2 separate regions of the Sus scrofa genome follow, and region 2 is linked to region 1. A link is a contact called in public HiChIP or PLAC-seq data. All regions are on one chromosome and are shown on one strand. Each heading gives the region's core, a stretch centred on a gene start, on an enhancer-like site or on the middle of the called end of the contact. The rest is flanking DNA. Distances are from core to core; before and after follow the strand shown.

Evidence for each region. HiChIP or PLAC-seq counts read pairs in DNA pulled down with a chosen protein or histone mark.
Region 2: an H3K27ac HiChIP or PLAC-seq map of alveolar macrophages shows a contact between it and region 1. The contact joins two enhancer-like sites. A contact is called at or near these places in 1 of 47 Hi-C or Micro-C datasets (epiblast stem cells) and 1 of 2 datasets of contacts at active chromatin or transcription factors (alveolar macrophages).

What each region holds. Positions count from the first base shown.
Region 1 is chr11:49,303,236-49,307,105 of Sscrofa11.1, forward strand. It overlaps MYCBP2 (E3 ubiquitin-protein ligase MYCBP2), which reads right to left. Exons shown (of 85, transcript XM_021065752.1): 34 at 2,087-2,278. Among named protein-coding and RNA genes, the nearest start is that of MYCBP2, 130 kb to the right of the region's middle. Within about 2 kb of position 1,831, at least 2 of the 83 cell types and tissues checked have an H3K27ac peak or open chromatin away from gene starts, as enhancers often do. A contact at or near this core is called in alveolar macrophages, where this site is marked.
Region 2 is chr11:49,453,053-49,456,922 of Sscrofa11.1, forward strand. The region is part of intron 1 of LOC110255832 (a long non-coding RNA gene); the gene reads left to right. Among named protein-coding and RNA genes, the nearest start is that of MYCBP2, 22 kb to the left of the region's middle. Within about 2 kb of position 1,714, at least 3 of the 83 cell types and tissues checked have an H3K27ac peak or open chromatin away from gene starts, as enhancers often do. A contact at or near this core is called in alveolar macrophages, where this site is marked.

The DNA.
Region 1 (3,870 bases), core at 581-3,080:
GTGTGTACAACCTCATTAATTACAGACTCTGACTAGAGAGGATCAGAGTACTTATTTTGGTTTGAAACCTCTCTTTTTAATTATAGAGCCTGCTTCTGATCTAAGTTGGCTCCAGATGTTTGGAAGACCTACAAGAGGAAAAAATTAAAGTTAATGACTCTAGCAAGAATTATAAACTTCTCTGAGGAAGAGAGATATATGGATATCTAAATAAGGACCTTTAGAAACTCCCAAGGTTATACATTAGGCATATGTAATTTGGGGCATCCCTTTTCATTAGAAAAGTTAAGTTCACAGGGAATAACTAGATAGTCAATTTCTGACGGGAACTTTTGCAGGACAGATCTTTTCCTCTGGGATCTAGTACAGAAGGGAAACATCTTATAGACTGAATGAATAAGTGACAAAAAAATTTAAATGTTCTGACAAGGGTTTCACCTCCTAGGCCAGAGCTTAAGACACTACAAGCTGCTCAGCTTCGTGTAATCATTTAGAAATACTATAGGCTAAACTTTCACTACAAATCGGTAATGAGTGTAGACTGAACAGATTAAGAATAGATTCTGAAATAAATCAATAAGGAAGAAAAAGCAAAGAACAGGAATTATAAAAGTAAACAGAGAAAAGACATTCGTTGACAAACAAGAGACCTGAGAGGCCAATGAGTACAAGCTAGTTACTGAGCATTCACTTGAATGATATATTTCACATTATAACATGATTTTCCTTCTTCTTCTTCTTCTTTTTTTTTGGTCTTTTTGCCATTTCTTGGGCCGCCCCCGTGGCATATGGAGGTTCCCAGGCTAGGGGTCTAATTGGAACTGTAGCCGCCGGCCTACACCACCAGCCACAGCAGCTCGGAATCCGAGCCGCGTCTGCAACCTACACCACAGCTCACGGCAACGCTGGATCCTTACGCCACTGAGCAAGGCCAGGGATCGAACCCGCAACCTCATGGTTCCTAGTCGGATTCATTAACCACTGAGCCACAACGGGAACTCCAATATAACATGATTTTCAAAACCAATCTACTGTCTACTTTTCCAGGAGAAAAAACATTAGAAACATTAGAAAATATTAGAAACATTCATCAAATTCAGTCAAGACATTTAGATAAATTATAAAACTGAATGAGCAGGGCGGTGAAATGGTGAAAAATAGTTACAAAAATGTAAAGGCATTTTAAAATGCTTCAAAGTAGTTTTATCAAACATATTTGTTTTTGTTTTGTTAGATACATTTATTTTTTAGATTTCACAGATAAGTGTTAACATAGAGTACGTGTCTTTTTCTTTTTTATTAATGATTATTTTTTCCATTATAGTTGGTTTACACTGTTCTGTAATTTGTACTCTACAGCAAAGTGACCCAGCCACACATACATATACACATTCTTTTTCTCACATTATCCTCCATCATGTTCCATCACAAGTGACTAGATATTGTTCCCAGTGCTATACAGCAGGATCCCATTTTATCCTTGTCAAACATATTAATATTTGATCCTTTAAAAACTTTCTGAGAATGGCTGCATAACAATGTGGACGTACTTAATGCCACTGAACTGTACACATAAACATGATTATGATATTTTGTTACCTAATTTACTATAATTTAAAAAAACTCTGTGATATAGATCAGATAAAAATTATTATTCCCATTTTACATGTGTGTTTCCCTAGGGTTGATTAAGTGGACAGAGCTCAGGTTTGAACCTCTTTGCCTCTTCCATACCACATATTCATTATTAGTCGTCCTACTTCTACCACTCATTACCCAGCAATGAGAACTCTCTTTGCTTCTATTGGGACATGGTGATGGGTTGTGCAATGGGGCAGTGAAGGGGAAAATGTGTATTTTACATTACTGCAATATTTTGTATTACTGCAACATCCTGGGAAGAACTGGTAAGAGAGAAGAAACAAGAGCAGAGGAGAGGTGTAAGGAAGGGGAGAAAAACCCCATCTAGCTTGAAGGTATTTTCTTAATGAAAATTAGTTTCTATAAAACCAAAATACATGAAAAAAGAAAGAATGCAGAGAGTTTAAACATGTGCTCATTATCCAATATCAAAATATACCATTACCTCAGATCCCAGGGCTGATGCTGTCAGCTCACTGACAATACTGGCCAGTAACCCACAGGTGTTGGAGACCAGGTGGGAGGAGAAGAGCTCGTTCTCTCTCCTCAGGCTGTTCCGGACCGGGAGCACCACAATAACCAGCATTTTCTCGAGAACTTCACGGAAGCTTGTCATCCCTGAGATGTTCTCTTCATTCTACGACACAGGAAAAGAAGAGGCTCTAAGATATTGCTTCATTTTCCTTCACATAAGACTCAACTGCAAGATCCTGTCTTTCGAGACGACACTTAAAATTCAGACTTGAGCCTCTGTCTACATATATATCCAGCTGTATGTGGAGTCATCCTATCTACTTTTCACTTACAAGTCCTTTTTAAAATTATTAGTCACTGGGTATCGTATAAAAGTACCACATATTTATTTACAAGGTTTTTTTTTTATTAACCCTGAGTCATTTTCATTTATCCTTTAATTTACTTTTTCAATAACAGTCATGTATGCCAGAAAAAAAACCTCTTCCTGTTTTAAAAGCTTTTTCTACAAGACCAGATTCCAAACTGAGATAATTATTATTTCTGGTATGTTTAAAGGCAAAACAACTGAGAAAGAGTCTACACAAATCTATTTCTACTAAAATTCTTTCTGTACATCCAACATGGAATTCTACACCAAATATTCCTGTGCAGTTTTACAATTTCTATAGTACTTGATTTCAGAAGTGAAGACAAGAAATTCCAAACACTATTAATAAAGAACTTTCAAAATAAGAAATTACAGATTTCTTTGAAAGACTAATGGGAAAATATTTTCTTCCAGAAAAAAAGGGGGAAAGATGAATAATTTAATCAGATATCTCACATGAACATTATTTATCTCTTTTACCATCCTCATATCTTTCAGCCCACGGTCCACAGAGAGCAAGATGCACTCAATCTCATCAGAGGGCCGGTCGTGACCAATGACCCTCTTGGCTATCCTGGCAACTAGGAAATCAAACAATTTGGGATCTAGTTCCAGTTTTTTCATAGTGTTTCAAGCTCATCTGTAAAATCAGGAAATCGTTTGCTATGATTACGTTATCAAAAACAACTTGTTACTCTCTGAGCGTGAAATCTGCATTCTACACTGCATTACAGAAACATTACAGATTTAACTGATTTCATAAAGTCATAAAATCTCAGGGTGGAAAGGGGTCTTAAATCACTCTTTCCAAGATAAATCAAGTATGTCATAGAGTGTACTTTCAATCCATTAGAAAAAAATAAGTATCTTTTCGGTTAAAATCAACATGAAATTATTGTAAATCACACTCAACAATGTGATAGTCTTTCTCTCCTACTTTCTTAACATCCAATCTAAGACTAAAAATAAAATCACTTAGAGATAATCTTTTGTTGGCCACATCTACGGCACGTGGAAGTTCCTAGGCAAGGGATGGATCTGTGCCACAGCAGCAACACGAGCTGCTGCAGTGACAATGCCAGATCCTTAACCTGCTGCACCATAGGAGAACTCTTAAAATAATCAATTATTCATTTTGTTAAAAGTATAATTCTTTTTTTTTTTTGCTTTTTAGGGCCACACCCACAGCATATGGAAGTTCCGAGGCTAGGGGTCCAAATCAAAGCTACAGCTGCTGACCTACACCACAGCCACAGAAACGCCAGATCCAAGCTGCTTCTGCAACTTACACCACAGCTCATGGCAATGCCAGGTCCTTAACCCCACTGAGCGAGGCCAGGGACAGAACCCACAACCTCATGGTTCCTAGTCGATTCATTTCCACT
Region 2 (3,870 bases), core at 464-2,963, 150 kb after region 1:
AATGAATTACCTGTTTAAAACTCTTGCTATTTTGGCAGGGAGTTCTTTGTTAGTTTGCGGCTTCTAGGAAGCAAGGGCCAAGAGGGACCTATTCAGAGACACTGGTTATTAATTGCATGACAAACTTTATGGGAAAAGGATGACCTGCTAGTGGGTTGTGATGGGGGAAGGGAGGATTCTTTCTGGTTCTCCTTCATGCAGTGAAACTTGTGTTGCTATTGCTTTGGCTGTCTGTGCTGTAGTGGGTGTAGTATTTGCCAGGCTGCGGTGGGAAAGGTGATGGTTTACCTGCAACCGCTTTGAGAAGTGCCTCATTGATTTGTTACATTATCTTTTAAGAACAGCATCCATTTTGGCAGTTGACTTAAGATTTATTTGTGCTGAGATGTAAAGCTGTCACATTTACATTTTTTTGCTCTGGATTTATTGTTGTGAGGGCCACAAAAAAATTGTGGTTACCTTCAAATATTTAAACATTTCTTTATATTTAAAATTTTTATTTATTTATTTATTTTAGGGCTATAACCATGGCATATGGCGGTTCCCAGGCTAGGGGTCGAATCAGAGCTGTGGCCTCTGGCCTATACCACAGCCACAGCAATGCCAGATCTGAACTGCAAGTGTGACCTACACTACAGATCAATTCAATGTTGGATCCTTAACCCACTGAGCTAGGCCAGGGATCAAACCTGTGTCCTCATGGATGCTAGTCAGAACTCCATTTTTTTTTTAATTAATGTATAGCTGATTTACAATGTTGGGTCAAAAGCAAAGTGACCCAATCATACCTATTTGTTACCTTCAAATCTTGAAGTTAAAAATATATGAATATTTTTTAAAAAGATGAAAGTGTTTAGGAATAGATAGTGAAAGCCCCTGACACCTGTGAAAGGAGAGAAGGCAGAAAGATGACTAGGGAGAAGTCCCTCATTGCAGTGCAGCCCTGAGAGTGTCAGCCAGGCCAAGGGGAGTCCCAGAGCAACGAATGCCTGTCGGAGGGGCCTTGGGTTGGGTGGGAATCTTCGAGCCCTAGTGCCTCTGCCATGCAGAATCACTGGCTGGGAGCTGACCTGGGGAGCCTGGCTTGGTATAAATATTGCCATGGATCCAAAGATGTTGCAGCTTTCTGCCAAGCACACTTCTAGACACAGTTTCTCTTGGAGGAAGGTCTGAATAATGCATCTCCATGACAACAACAATTGCCCAGTATTTTCTCAGTGATACTGAGGAATCTCATATATTATTGATATTAAGCCTTTATTGGTTGCAATAAAGAACTAGATGGTTGCAAAGTTGCAAATATCTACGACTTGCCTGTTAAATTTCAGATGTCATTGACAAAAAGAATATGAGTCATTTGCTGAATCCACTTCTAAGTGTTCTTGGCCTTGTAGGTTGCATAATATTACGTGGAATCTGGTATAGTCTCAAAAGAACCTCTTCATCTAATATTGTTGCAAGACTTCTTCATACAACATCCGCTGCCAAGTTCCAATAGTACACATCTTTGTGTCACATAGAAATTTGTGCGGCTGTGAAATTTTGTCAGATTTCTTCTGCCAGCTTGCATTATTTCCAGGAGATACTGACTGAGCATACAGCTAAACTGAGCCTCCAAATACTGATTGAGTAATATAGTCCATTTTTAACAGAATGGAGTCTTTTCTTATTGCCTAAGAATTGGGCTCAAATTGCTTAGAGGCCACAGAAGTGGATCTGAAATAACTGGTGCCTTCTACCCTTTTCCAGTCTACACAAGACTGAGTCAGAGTTCCTGTTGTGGCTTAGTGGATTAAAAACTCGACATAGTGTCCATGAGGATGCAATTGAATCCCTGGCTTAGCTCAGTGGGTTAAGGATCCGGCGTTGCTGCAAGCTGTGGCATAGGCCGCAGATGCCAGTTGGATCTGGCGTTGCTGGGGCTGTGGCATAGGCCTCGGCTACAGCTTCAGTTCAAACCCTAGCCTGAGAACTTCCATATGCCACAGGCGTGGCCCTAAAAACAAAAATAAGATAATAACAACAAAGAATCAAGATAATAAAAGACAAAAGACAACTGGGAATTGTGAGCCTGGAGGAAGCAGTGGGGAGGAGAGGAACCAAGAGAATCTCTTGTAAAAATTGGGAATAACTGGCTTGAAGAAGAGAGTAGCATTATTTTTTGTCTCTTTTTTGTCTTTCTAGGGCCACACCCATGGCCTATGGAGGCTCCCAGAATAGGGGGTGAATTAGAGCCTGTGCCACAGCCACAGCAACACAGGATCCGAGCTGCTTCTGCAACCTACACCACAGCTCACAGCAATGCCGGATCCTTAACCCACTGAACAACGCCAGGGATTGAATCTGCATCCTCATGGATGCTAGTCAGGTTTGTTAACTTCTGAGTCATGATGGGAACTCCCAATTTGGCATTTTGTTTCCTGGTAGACAGCTATCTCTGCTGGAAGAAATTCTTTTTTTTTTTTTCCAATTTCTTAAAGTCTTTTTATAGAAATTCTTCTCATTCTTCATGAGTCTCTCACATATCTGCTTGTCTGACAAGTGAGGCATGGATGACCCTTTGTTCTGGTCTATCTTTTTGAGGATGTTTGTACAGCAAACAGCTTTGGCAGTTAGGGGTAGTGTGTTTCTCAAGAGAAAGGCAAGAATGCTTATTGTCACATCTCATGAAGATGTCTCCTTATGGAGCAAAGGTCAACCTCAACAGGTACTTGTCTTAAGAGATGTGGCTTCTCTAAACTTGACATTCCTCTCCTGAATTACAACTCATTTCATATCCAGGTGTCATCTGGCCCTCTTCATGACTCCCTGGGGGAATTGGGGCTTGGGGAATCAGCACAAAATTAATGATACTGTGGCTACACTCTTGCTTTGATTTATAAACTACTCTTCTTCTCTGATTCAGGAGTCTTGATTTTCTACCACATCTTTGATACTGGCAGGCTAAGTTGTTAGTTTGCGAGTAAGGGAAAGTCTCAGACTCTTCACAGTTCTTGACAATCTGCTTAGGTGGTGGGTGTGTGTTGCTCTTCTCTTGCGCTTATTTGAGCATAGGAAAAGAGAATTAGAGGAAGATGGCAAGACTGAAAAAGGAGATTGAATAGACCATTTTGGCTTGTAGGGCCGCGCCAAGTGATTTCTGGTTACCGTGTCTGTGGGGCCGCCCAAGGAGCGAAGCTGTCTTTCATCTTCCACCTCCAATTGCAAACAATAAAGGCCGGTCATACGATAAAAAAAAAAAAAAAAAAAAAAAGACCATTTTGGCGTTAACCACCATTGGATGGAGTATATCATTTATCTTTTGCCGCAATAATGTCACACAATAAACAACTGTGAGATTTCATTGGTGACAGCAACAAATATTTATTTCACTCAAAAGTAAAAAACTCAGCTGATTTGGCCTCAATTCACTCATTTTCTGAGGGTTGATGCTTCTTGAATTAACTATGATGGCTTTAGCTAGGATAGCTTTGGCAACTCGACATGGACCTCTCATGATGTTCGTAAGAGCATGGAAAGTGCAATTGTACCAATACTTTTCAAGTTCCTCCTTGTACCATGTTTGCTAATAATCCGTTGGCTAAAGGGCAACCAAGAAACAACATTGATTAAAGAAAACAAAATCATCTTGAGACAAAGCAATCCCAAGATGAGTCCAGATTCAAGGAATAAAGAAATAGACTCTGTCATAAATGAAAGAAACTGCAAATTTAAAGGGTGAGGATACAAGGAGGGTAAAGAATTGGGGCTCTGAGAAAACAGTGGTTCAAAGAAGAAACTAAAGAAATTTAAAGTTTTCTTGAGACAAACAAAAATGCAGGAGTGCCCTTGTAGTGAATTGGGTTAAGGATCCAGCATTATCACTGCGGC